Linked DNA regions of Zea mays: regions 2 and 3 are each linked to region 1. A link is a contact called in public Hi-C data. All regions are on one chromosome and are shown on one strand. The core of a region is the stretch at or near the end of the contact, and the rest is flanking DNA. Distances in the headings are between cores, read along the strand shown.

The links. A called contact is a pair of places that touch in the nucleus more often than the background predicts.
Region 2: a Hi-C map of ear shows a contact between it and region 1, with 1.9 times the contacts expected there. The contact joins the promoter of LOC103628561 here to the promoter of LOC100275174 in region 1. A contact is called at or near these places in 2 of 25 Hi-C or Micro-C datasets (ear and tassel).
Region 3: a contact with region 1 is called in a Hi-C map of tassel, with 2.7 times the contacts expected there. The contact joins the promoter of LOC100285664 here to the promoter of LOC100275174 in region 1. A contact is called at or near these places in 3 of 25 Hi-C or Micro-C datasets (endosperm, leaf and tassel).

Annotation. Positions count from the first base shown.
Region 1 is chr5:152,489,862-152,494,194 of Zm-B73-REFERENCE-NAM-5.0, forward strand. LOC100275174 reads right to left here and starts at 2,249. Exons shown (of 13, transcript NM_001353653.1): 1 at 1,923-2,249; 2 at 1,385-1,565; 3 at 1,209-1,294; 4 at 1,012-1,116; 5 at 803-865; 6 at 578-687; 7 at 318-437; 8 at 169-244. The coding sequence starts at 2,144.
Region 2 is chr5:153,030,822-153,035,004 of Zm-B73-REFERENCE-NAM-5.0, forward strand. It overlaps LOC103628561 (protein FLOWERING LOCUS T), which reads right to left and starts at 2,455. Exons shown (of 4, transcript XM_008648737.1): 1 at 2,264-2,455; 2 at 2,129-2,190; 3 at 1,747-1,787; 4 at 1,292-1,551. The coding sequence starts at 2,455. The coding sequence ends at 1,292.
Region 3 is chr5:153,120,760-153,124,630 of Zm-B73-REFERENCE-NAM-5.0, forward strand. LOC100285664 reads left to right here and starts at 2,283. Exons shown (of 9, transcript NM_001413723.1): 1 at 2,283-2,523.

The DNA.
Region 1 (4,333 bases), core at 999-3,498:
GAAAACAGAGGGAGATTCATCGTCCCACTAAAGGTTCTCCCTCTGTTTTCATATTAGTTGTCACTCTTGCTTTGGACAAATTCAACCTTTCTATCGTTGATAAAAGGGGAAATTACAGATGGAGTAAATCAAGTAATTTCTTAGCTTTTATGCTCCACTATGGCTTACCTCGTTTGCGCCGCCATGCAGAGGACCATATAGAGCTCCAACACCACCAGAAAGAGCAGTAAATACATCCACACCACTATATAAACATAATATACCTCATTAGGAAGTTGTTCCTTACTGTTTGGAGGTAAAATTCGGAAGTGATTTACCTTGAAGCAAGGTGCCTAACAGCAGCAGTGGAGCAGTTCATTTCATGTTCAGCATGCAGAATAAAAAGAATATCTAGAGCTCGAGCAAGTCGAGGATTTGGTTTATATGTTCTGTCACCCCTGCCAAATTGATTTTTCTTTATATTCTTAGAAAACATAAATCAATGTACAGTCACAGTTGAACTGTTTGCTTATTTGAATGCATGGAAATAATCATACATGGCATAGTTGAAACATGCATTCAATATGAAACAACTTACAAAGAGTCCAGCATGTACAAGAAGTTCTCTGAATAAGATAGAGTATTTAAAGGAAGGACGGGAGGTCTTCCTGCTAATCTCAAGTAGGCAGCAGCTGCTATTGTTGGTGCCTGAACAAGCCAAATGCATATAAAAATCAAGGTACCATCATTTTAAATTTGCAAGATCTCCAGTTGTTTGCTAGAATTATAGCATTAACTAAAGGAACTAGATAACCAGGCATACCTTCCCAAGTACTCGCACAATTTGTTTATCCCTCACCTGCTTCGATTTATAAAGATCTTGACCCTACATGAGCAGAATATGTGTTCAAAATATTAAATTCAAATTTAAAGATCTGGCTGGGTTGAAATTTCTGGTTAATTGTATCACAGAAAGTTGATCTAGTTGAATAATATCCTCTGTCTTGATTGGTGCGTATAGGCAGTACTTACTTGTAGAGCAGGGTTTGCATCTGGATGAAAGACAGAAAGGGTGCTCATAGCACTGGCAAGAACACCCATGGGGTGAGCATCATGGGGCATTGATTGTATGATATCCTGAACACATTAAAGTAATTACAAAATATACATTTTAATCTATGCCAACTCAAAAATCTGTCTTGATAAGAAAAGTTGATAATAAAGCATACCAACAGTCCTTGGGGAACAGCAGAATGCTGAGAAATAGCAAATTCCCAGCCTGCCAATTGACTCTGAGTAGGCAAGTTCCCATACACTGAATACAATATGTATTATGTAAGTTCACAAAACAATTTCAATCGGTTACAATGATAAATAGAAGGACAGCAAAGTCGATATCACTTACTTAAAAGGTAGGCCACCTCAACAAACGAGCTGCTTTCAGCCAATTCTTCGATTGGATAACCCCTATAGCGAAGGATTCCCTCATCTCCATCGATGTAGCAGATGGACGAGCGAACAGGGGCAGTGTTAAGGTAACCAGGATCATAAATCTTAAGACCCTTGTCGTCCTTTCCAGTGGTAATCTGCAGCATATTCGGGAAAGGTAACCATCTTTGTTTCTAGACGACCTTCTATCATCGCAAAGGAATTGTTTGGTTGCATAGGGACAGGAGAGGATTGAGGGAGATTAAATCCCAATCCCCTTCAATCCACTCCAGGCAGACCTAAAAATTCAGCACCTAATTCAACGATCTTTGGTCATCAATCATGATTGCTACAAATTGACAATTCGCACAGCATGTTCCGGCAGCAACACAGCCAACATGACAATTGACAATAGCAAGCGCCTCCTAGAAGGCTAGAACGCCAAGACCCCGGGGGATCACGGCACGGCACGGCGCGACCGCCGGGACCGTCAATCCGCGCTCGCTGCTCGGTACCTTCTTGAAGTCGGTGGCGCGCACGGTGCCGTCTTCGGAGACCTTGACCTCGTGCCGCTTCCCGGTCCTCCCGTCCACCACGGCAAGCGCGCCGGCGCGGGGCCCGGGCGCCGGCGCGGATACCGGCGACCTCTCCAGCCCCGCCGCCTCCTCGGCCCCTGCACCACGGAGGTGGGAGGAGAGCACGGCAAGGCGGCCCCGCGCGGGGTCGGCGCGATCCATGGCGCGGGATCGAGTTGGTCGGTGGGAGAAGGGAGCAGCAGCCAAGCAAATGCAGAGGCCCAGACGGGATGCAGAGCAGAAGTGGTTGCTTGGACGCTTTGCCTTCGCGCAATTCGATGTATTTGCTCATTGATTGACGTCCTTTGCTGCTTTGGAGTCGTGCGAAAGTGAAACTCGTGCGTGTGGGGCTGTGGGCTCATCGTGCTCCAGCTCAGGTTCCACGTCATGCGTGGATTGGCTTCCGATCTGAATTTTAATTTGGATTTTGATTTTCAAGGATGGCCTCAAATTGGCGTGAGTATCTCCAAAAGCCTTTCTAAATTATCACTTAGTGAGTCATTTACATAAAAATTACTTTCTACTTCCTTTCTTTCAAAATAAAATTTATTTTAACTTTTTAGTTAATTCATACAGTAATTAATGTATTTGTTTTATATAATTTAAACGTAGATATAAAAATTAAAAGCTAAAATGACTAATATTTTAGGATGAATGGAGTATTTTTTTAATCCCCAACAACTTTTCTATATTTTATTTGCACTCTAGAGACATACGCGTTTTCGATCTTTGGCTAGCGAAAAACTCATAATAGAATATGGTCATATTTGGATAACCATTTACATAAGCTATTGGATGACATTTTAAAAAACAATCTCTATTTATATGTTCGAAAAGGTGACCAGAGAGGTGAATGGGAGCCAATCAAATCATGTTGCTTAAAACTAGAACTTGAGCACTTAACTTCAATGGAGATGAAGAAGTCCAAATCAAAAGCTCATCAACCAACCAGTGATCTCGTGTTTTGAAAATGTTCTTAGGACTCACACGAGACCAACAAAACAAACAAATTCAAATCGGACACCGAAAAGTCCGAAGCGCCACAAAACTGTGTCGCTATCTAGTGATGTTTTCAGGAACTCGAAATTTAGTTTTCGAATGCGAAATTGATTCAAACGGACTTCGATTGAGCTAGAATTTTACACACGCCTTGATAAATTAGTTTCCAAGGTCTTCATAAAATTTGAACTCGAACATATTTGTAAATCAAACACATTTTAGAAAACACAGACTAGACCGGGGTTCTGTTGGGGTTTTCAAAACGAGTTCACATTGGATCACGACTACAAACTGCTCAAACCAGATGATTACAATGGTCTAGAGAGTGATCTTTACCCCCAAGGTAATCCCCAAAACAATCCCTAACTCAAGAAATCAACAATTCTCACAAAATCCAAAGAGAGGGATTTAGAGAGTAGAAACTGGTTCAAAATTGCAGTGAGATCAACAAGACACGATCTAAACAAACATTGGACCATGAATGGTTATAGTCACCCTTCCTCTCAAAATCATAATTACACAGATGTGGAGTTCACGAGAACACTTGTGGATCTCCGGGCTAAGAACTAGAGCAACTTAGGAAATGGAAAGTAGGGTTTTCTAACAAGTGCCAAATGAAATAGCCAAAGAGATGGCTGCACACAACAGCCCTCCCACCTATTTATAGAGGGTTATTTCACTAGTATAAACTACCCCTAGATACATAGAGCTCATCCACTTAACCAGGACAAAATGGACCAACTACTAAAATATGCATCTAACGGCCACGCGCTCCACACGAAGTTGCTTCGCCTCGTCGCACCCTTCACGATGACACCACGTGCCTCCTCCGATTCCTGTTGGAACTGCACCACTAAGTTTTGAGGCCCAAACTCAGCAAAACCAACCCTCCGTAGCGTTGGGTCGTTTTGAGGTGCAACCAATTCAGATAGAGTCCCATAATTTGAACAAAAAGGCAAATCTCCCATACTCGGTAGCTGATACTCTACAGATACGTAGACATCCAAATCTTCTAGTATGGGTAGTTCATCCCATCGAAGAACGGAGGTTTGTCAACACCTCGTTCCATGTCACCTTAGTGGATCTAAAACCGATAAAGGTGGAAAGATCCTTAACTAGCTCCGATACCAATTGAAAGATCAAAAAGGCGACCAGAGGGAGTGAATGGGAGCCAATCAAATTCTGTTACTCAAAACGTGAAATTGAGCACTTAATTCAATGGAGATGAAGTCGCTCAAACCAAAAGCTCATCAACCAACTAGTGATCTCATGTTTTGAAAATGGTCCTAGAACTCACATGAGACCAACAAAATAAACAGATCACAAATCAGACTCCAAAAAGTCTGAATCAG
Region 2 (4,183 bases), core at 1,205-3,704, 540 kb after region 1:
CAGCTTCATTTCGGCAACAACCTTCTTCTCCTCAGACATCTCTTCGGAATTCTTGCCTCTCACTTCCGAAGCTTAAAACTAGGGAGGCAACAAAATATTTGTGGGCAGAAAACTATTTGAGCAGGCAAAACAGATGGCAAGGGAGCGTGCCAAATAAATTGTGGCGAGCTTGTATTTATACACTCATTATGTCGAAAACTAGAGGGTCCCGCTTGTCAAGGACTGTTGCTATTCTAGCAAAGGGAAGGTGTTTTTTTGGACCTTCGGCTCGAAGCCTTCGTCCATGTCGCAATATAAATTTATTATTCCAGCAAATTAATATTGCGAGGGGCTACTGTTGGGGGCCTTCGGCTTCCGAAGGTCCTCAAAAACATAATTTGACAATGCTTTCTAAGTATGCGAGCAGGTATCTTCGGAATAAGAAATCAGGTTGCGGATATACAGAAGCATGGTCAAGACGAAGCTTAACTGGGACGGAGACGATCACGAAGCGATATGTGGAAGAGCTTCGGCATCATGACGGGAAGGGGAAACCGACTTAAAGATGAAAAGCCAAACTAGACCTCGAAGAATTACTATAAGTTCATTGATAAATGTAAAGGGCATTAATGTAATTTTGCATGGGCTACGACCCGTGCCTATAAATAGATGAGCAGTATTCCCGTACTGTTCACGCTGATTTGGCATTGACTTTTGCGTCACACTTGTACTTTTACCTTCTCACGAGTCGAAGGTACATTTGTAATTTGATATCATTTCTATTCTGTCATCATAATAAAATAGAAATGGGTTGTCAATAATACATAACCGTTTATGTTAACTTATATGTTTCATATGATTCCTTTCTCATTATTATATTTTATGCTTATGAAGGTATGTCCTTTATAACCTTCGTCTAAAAATTATTATGTCCTTAGGGAAATAATGCTTCGAAGGACGAAGGATATTAACATTTAACATTTTGTGTTGCCTTGTTCTTAATTCATAGCATTTGAGAACAAGTCCCCAAGGACGGATAATCACACTGCAGTAGTATGTACGATATTCAGATAGTCACACCTTACATATTTATGATAATAGCATGCATCCTACTTTATTCATTTGTACGTATGTAGTATATAAGATATATAGTGCCGTATATTCGTCTTATCTCATAAGCTGTAGAGAGACGATATGATGTTGTCACCCGGCCGGCCCATGGACGCACAACGTACTTCAACTGCTGCGTACAATTAGTAAGCTTAATTATACTCTGTCGATCGGCCGGGCCGCCGGCAATGATGCATCGTCATCAAGCACCACCACGTCTGCCGCCGGTGTAGGGCCCGGTGAACCTCCGTCCGCCGGAGCCGTTCTGGCGCTGGCAGTTGAAGTACATGGCTGCGACGGGCGCGCCGAGGTTGTAGCGGCGGGCGAAGGCGCGCGTGCTGAAGTTGTGGCGCCTGGATGGCGCGTACACCGTCTCCCGCCCCAGCTGCCGGAACAGCACCAGCACCATGCGGTGGATGCCCGTCGTCGGATTAGGGGCCTCGTAGCACATCACCTCCCGACCTGCATGCAGTTAGAAATACATACAAGAGTATATATAAGCTTATGGTTGTGACTTGGATAATATATACAAATTGTTGATCTATATAGATAGAAACCATGCAGGGATCGAAACCGACGCACCCGCCGCGTGTGCAGGATGTTGAATACATGCAATGCACAGCTCAGAACAGGACGTGTATAGTATATACTACTTACCGTGTGTATCATCGGTGGACGCTGGGATGTCAGTCACCATCCTGCATGCATGGACACACGAACCGACCAAATTAAAAGGGTTATCACTTGATGATCTAGCTATATATACATATACAAGTTGCACACGTAATCAGCTTATGTTTTATGTGCCCCGCGCCCCACTTGCAGTCGCAGTGACGACACGCGTGCTGCATGCATGCAACTCTAAATCGTGCGCGCGCCACAGGCCAGGCCATGCATGCACCGACACGTTTCCAGCAAACACAGCTGCGTGTACCGTGTACGTGTTACGTACGGTACGTGCAGTGGGGCAACAACAAGCCAATTAATAACGGCCGGAAGCTATGCCTATAGGGCTGCATGCATGCATGCGCGCGCTCACCAGTGCAGGTACTCCCTCAGGGTCGGGTTGCTTGGGTTCGGGGCATCTGGATCGACCATCACCTGTAGTATAAATAAATAAATAAATTAATTAATTAATGAGCATGCATGCAGCTAGATCGATCGACGAGCTTACCAGAGTACATGCAACGCGATAATCATCTCCTCCGATCTCGACCCTGGGTCTCTCGGAGACCGCGGGAGGACGCAGCTCCACGCCACTAACAATAGGCAAACCGTTGAACAGCACCATCAGATCAATGGAGCTGTAGAAGGGGTCCAGGACATCTCCTATGACACGAGCTGTGACCAAGGAATCGTTGGCCATTTTATTTTCAGTAGTACGTCGGTTGCACTGTGACGTTTTCTGTATATATGTGCGTGCTACTGATCTGCTTGCATGTACGATCGAGCTGCACAGTGCGCAGGTGTGGTATTTATAATATAGTACATTGTGTGCGGCATGCATAATATAATGGTGCAAATCATGGGAACCCACTTGTGTATCGAATATGTTGACGAGAGGATGATAGAAATCACAAAGTACGCGCGCCCGTGGACTCTTTTTTGAATGAAGCTCTTGTTGGAAGAGCTGGATATTATTCTGCTTTAATTATTTATTTAATTAATTGAGAGGGCCAGTGACACATGCATATGCATATTCTCTCTCTTTGAAATTTGAATATCTATCCACCACTTCACCTTATTTTGACACAAAGGATACATATATAGCTAGCTAGCTTAGGACGATCTCAAACTTTCTACCTCTATATTCTTATATATTAGGTATATATTTAGAACGAAAAAAAAAGTCAACTAAAAATATTGACACAAAGGATACATATTCTCTCTCTTTTTCCTAGAACATATTTACTTGTTTTCATGTGATCGGCACGTTTAAATTTTAATCATACGTACTCTCCGTCCAGTTGCATGGATTGCCCTATTCATTTTTATTTAGTTTAATTAGCCCCTAATAAAAATACTTGATTTGAATTAGTTTATAGTTAATGACTTCTTATTCAAATTAATATAATGTTGGCATCCTAGCTATATATATGCCCACAGTCCCCCTTGATATAAAGCACACGTTGACATCGCCTACAATATTATTCCCAGGTCGCACAGTATACGTAGACTGGAGACCACACAGGCCGGCGCGCCGTCCTTTAATCTGTTGCTGCTGCGACGACCGGGCAAAACCGACCGTGTGTAACGTAGAACGGGTCGAGACAGCCGTATTCGATCCAGTCAACGTGCGTGTGCGTTTAGCCTTGTTTGTACGTCGTCGTGTTAGGAAACCATATAGAGCCTCTAAAACCAAAGCATTTTACAAAATCATGCTAATATTTTTCTAAAACTCTATCATTACATTGTATCAAATAGAGCCTCAGTGTATATATGGCTCCGTATAGGCTGTGGGTTCTTCTTTAGGTCTTCTCTTTCTCTGTTTCCTGTTTATTAATATTCAGTTTTTATTTACTTGTTCTCTTTCTACTGTACATCTTTATTCTTTTAAAAAAAATCCGTAACCGTGTAGCATTTTCTCTTTTAATTTCCAATAGTTTTTTATTGCCTCCTACACCAGTATGGCATTATTGTCCTTTTTTTTTGCTTATATAGCCATTTTGTTTTTTTTTATTTCCTCCTGATGTCAAATTTATTCTTAATATTATTCATCACTCTATCTCTCTTATCCCCTATTAAATTTAGAGCAAAATTCTCGGAACTATAACATATGTCTCTTGAACTTTGATACATTTTTTCTTTAAACCTTCACTACTATCAGATTAATTTATAGCGACACACCTTATTTTTGGCAAAGGAAGTTCAATCAGGAGCGTCTATATAGTGTTATGTCAATCAAGCCATCACTATAGAGGCATCTATAGAGGTGGCTTCTGATCGAGCTATTGGGGGCCTTCGTCTCTGGAAGGTCCTTAAAAACACACTTAACTACCGGTCGTTAGTATGTTTTTAAGTGTTGCAAGAACTTCGGTATCGCATACCTTCGGAACAGGATGAGGACGAAGACAAAGATGTTAACCTTCATCAC
Region 3 (3,871 bases), core at 1,033-3,532, 630 kb after region 1:
CTGGGCTCGCCTTAATGTCCGGTGGCGCACCGGACATGTACTGTAGAGTGTCCGGTGCGCCAGCATGGGCGTCCCTGACCCCTGCGCGCGCTGGCGCGCAATAAATGCGGTGCAGGTAGCCGTTGGCGCCTGAAGTAGCCGTTGCTCCGCAGATGCACCGGACAGTCCGGTGCACACCGGACAGTCCGGTGAATTATAGCGGAGCGGCTGGAATGAAAACCCGAGGCTGGCGAGTTCCGGGGGGCCGTTCTTCCATGGAGCACCGGACATGTCCGGTGCACACCGGACAGTCCGGTGAATTATAGCGCGAGTGCCTCTGGAAATTCCCGAAGGTGACGAGCTTGGAACCTGAGTCCTCTGGTGCACCGGACATGTCCGGTGGCACACCGGATAGTCCGGTGCGCCAGACCAGAGGTGCCTTCGGTTGCTCCTTTGCATTTTTGTTGAACCCAACACTTGGTCTTTTTATTGGCTAAGTGTGAACCTTTGACACCTGTATAACTTATACACTCGAGCAAACTAGTTAGTTCAAAGATTTGTGTTGGGCAATTCAACCACCAAAATTATTTAGGAACTAGGTGTAAGCCTAATCCCCTTTCAGTGCCCCCCTCCCTCGCTCAGTGCGCGTCCTCGCAACGCGTCCCGTCGTCACTCGCCGTCCTCAGCCGTCCTCAACCCCGCCGTTGGCAGATCGGCTGTCCGCGCCGGGCGAGGTCTGGAGTAGCCCCGCCGTGGATCTGGCAGCCTCTCCGCGCGGAGGGCGAGGGCGTCGGATTAGCAGCGCGTGGATCTCCCCTCCCTAGCTCTGAAAGGTATCTCTTGCTCTTCATCTTCAAGAATGGACCTTGTTGGATTTCATGGGTAATTTCAACATCCAGTAAAGTATACACTAAATTTCATGGGATTTCGTGAAAGTTCGTGTAGACATGGTTCACAAAGAGGCAGCGTCGCGTGGTCGACGAGCGAGCTCCGCGGGGCAGCTTCTTGAGAGCAGCTGCGCCGCGCGCCTCGCATGCCAAGGTGAGCAGCGGCTCGTCCCGAGGGCCACGACAGGAGCAGCTGCGCCGCGTGCCTTGCAGGCCAAGGTGATCAGCGGCGACTCCCGAGTGCTTCTATAGGGGACGGCGACTAGCGGCAATGTTTACCGGTGAGCAGCAGCGATTCCCGAAGCACTCTGGAGGTGACGACGACTGGGACGGCGACCGCGTGGCCGAGGGCGTCTGGAGCCATGGCAAGGGCAGTGTCGTGCGCCTCCACGGCGACCACCAGCGGCAATGTCTACCGGGCTCCGCAGCCTGAGAGTTGGAGGGAGGGGCGAGGAGCAGCCGCGTGGCCGAGGGCGTCTGGAGCCACGACAAGGGCAGCGCCGCGCGCCTCCACGATGACGGTGACCACCAGCGGCGACAAGAACCTAGGGCGGCGGCGCAGGGATGCTGCAATTTTGGGATGGATTATGTTCGATTGGGGATTTTGGGGATCTGGCGTGTGGGGCCCAACTGCAGGTGACGGCAAACGGTAACGACTGACGGTGAGAGCTTTTTCTGATGCGTTGCTCCGAATACAAGGGTAGAACTGATGAATTTTCATTGCTAAGGTGAAATCTGAGGTCGTGTGCCATGCAGTGGTGCGGCATGTAATTCTCCCAAAAATAAATAGATCTACACGTCCCGTAAACCATTTTCGTTCCCGTTCCTATATACTATCACATTTTCGTCATGTTCCTGTTTTTTCTCCACAAATATGTATACGGTCCGGATAAGTATTTTTCCTATCCGTTTTCACCGCAGCATGCGATACGTTCTCTTTGAAGTTAGAGGTGCGTAACACATACCTTAAGGCCTATTTTGGGTACTCTAGTAATGAGTGAGATTGTAGTGTATTGGGATGTATTGAGAAAGTATTTGATCTATTGGGGATTTACACCCTCTCCAATCCCTCCAAAACACTCTAATCCCAAAGTATCCAAACTAGGCCTGATGGTTGATTTGGTGAGAAGGGGATCACGGAGGGATTGGAGTGGATTGAGAGGGAAATGAACTAATTTCCCCTTCAATCCACTCCAATCTCCCGTGATCACTGGTCACCAAATCAGCTCTGAATTTTATATCTAACCAGCGGCGTAATATGCTTGCAAATTTTGGGTTACATATTTTTTTGCCACTTTTTTTAATCATACGCTTGCAGCCTCCTGCCATAAGAAACCTGGGCCTTGGTACGAGCTCGGCCCAAACAAAAGGACGGCGCAACTCCTTTGATGCAAGACGCTATTGCCTACCATTTCTATTCTCTTCTCACGAACGTTTACACGCCGGGTGCGCGCGCTCTGCTCTCCCTCCTTCCCTTGCCCAACTCTCACTCTCTCGCCCGCGCGGCGCGGCCTTGCTTTCTGGTGGCACCGACTGGCCGGCTGCCACCGTCTCCTCCTCGCTGGTGCCCAGGTCTTCGTCGGTCCCTTGGTGTCTGCCCCTTATCCTGGTCTTTGTCAGGCCCTCGCCTTTCGCCCGCGACGAGCACCACCTGCAGGTATGCCCACCCCTTTGCCCCCCCCCCCCCCCCCCCCCCTTGAAATCGAGCACCCAAACCCTAGCTAACGTAATCTATTGGGAGTTTTTGTACTCGGATCTCGTCTAATTACAAGTGTATACATGCCCAACCTACTAACGATTGGATCCGCTCCTGATGCATAGTGCTGGTGCAACTGATCGTTAGGTTTTGCATAGTAAGGCTTCGATTTTGGCGATCAGGGGGAAATGAGGGCGGATGGGTTGTAGTTTTGCGGGCACTTGAGCTCACTATCTGCAATTTGACCTGTGACTGTTTTCTGTGTGGTTTTTTAGTGCGAAGTTGTATTTGAGAACACTTAAGAGCGCAGAATTTGCTCAGCTGCTGAGATCCATAGACGTTCTAGCTGTTGGTTTTAGCTACAAATGCTGTTTCTGAGGGGACACACGCAAATTATTTATGTTGATTTATGATGCTAGTTTTCTGCAGCAGATGATACTTAGTTTCCTTACCTGGGGCTGAAATGCTGTGCCCTGTGTCTGTGTGTAACTACTGATTTCTCTTTTAGTGTGTTAAGTCACGGCCTCTAATTTTACTGAGACAAATCCTTTTGTAGTTCGGTGTTGATGTTAAGAAACTGATATCAAACAGAAAATGACCTATTCAAATCCACAGTTGATGGAGCCGATTCATTTGCTTGCTTGGCTAGTTGGCTTGCTCCATAATCTTTGCACTAGCTTGTGTGCATGTTTGAATAAAAACCATATAAAGGTATCTGCAATAGTTGATTGTCTAGAATGCTGGAATTACTCCAAATATTTACCCAACAGTGTATTTTCACTTTATTCCTTGCATTTCTCAGAACTTGTCTCTGCTTTGGACCTGGGTGACTGAACAGAATTGATGTGAGACCCGAGTAGACCAAAAGTCATAGTTTAATCTTAGTGGCCAGTAATTTTAGTGCCCTAACCAACAAGTGCTAGCATATAAGTAATAAAAATATGAAAATGGTTTTATGATTGATAGGACTTAGGTCATGTTTGAATGCACTAGAGCTAATAATTAGCTGAAGACATCCAAACAGTCTAACTAATAGTTCAACTATTAGCTATTTTTAGCAAATTATTTAATAGTTAGCTAGATATTTGTTAGCTAGCTAATTCCACTAGCAATTTTTTAGCCAACTAACTATTAGCTCTAGTGCATTCAAGCACCCCCTTAAAAAATCAGTGTAAACTGGATTCTCTATGTTTTCTAGTGTATTTTATTGAGATCTTCTGTTTTTAAGACTATTATCAGTGCACAGCTAGTTACCGTAACACATCAGGTCACCTTGTGGCATGGCATTGTTCATCTTAGGAATACCTTA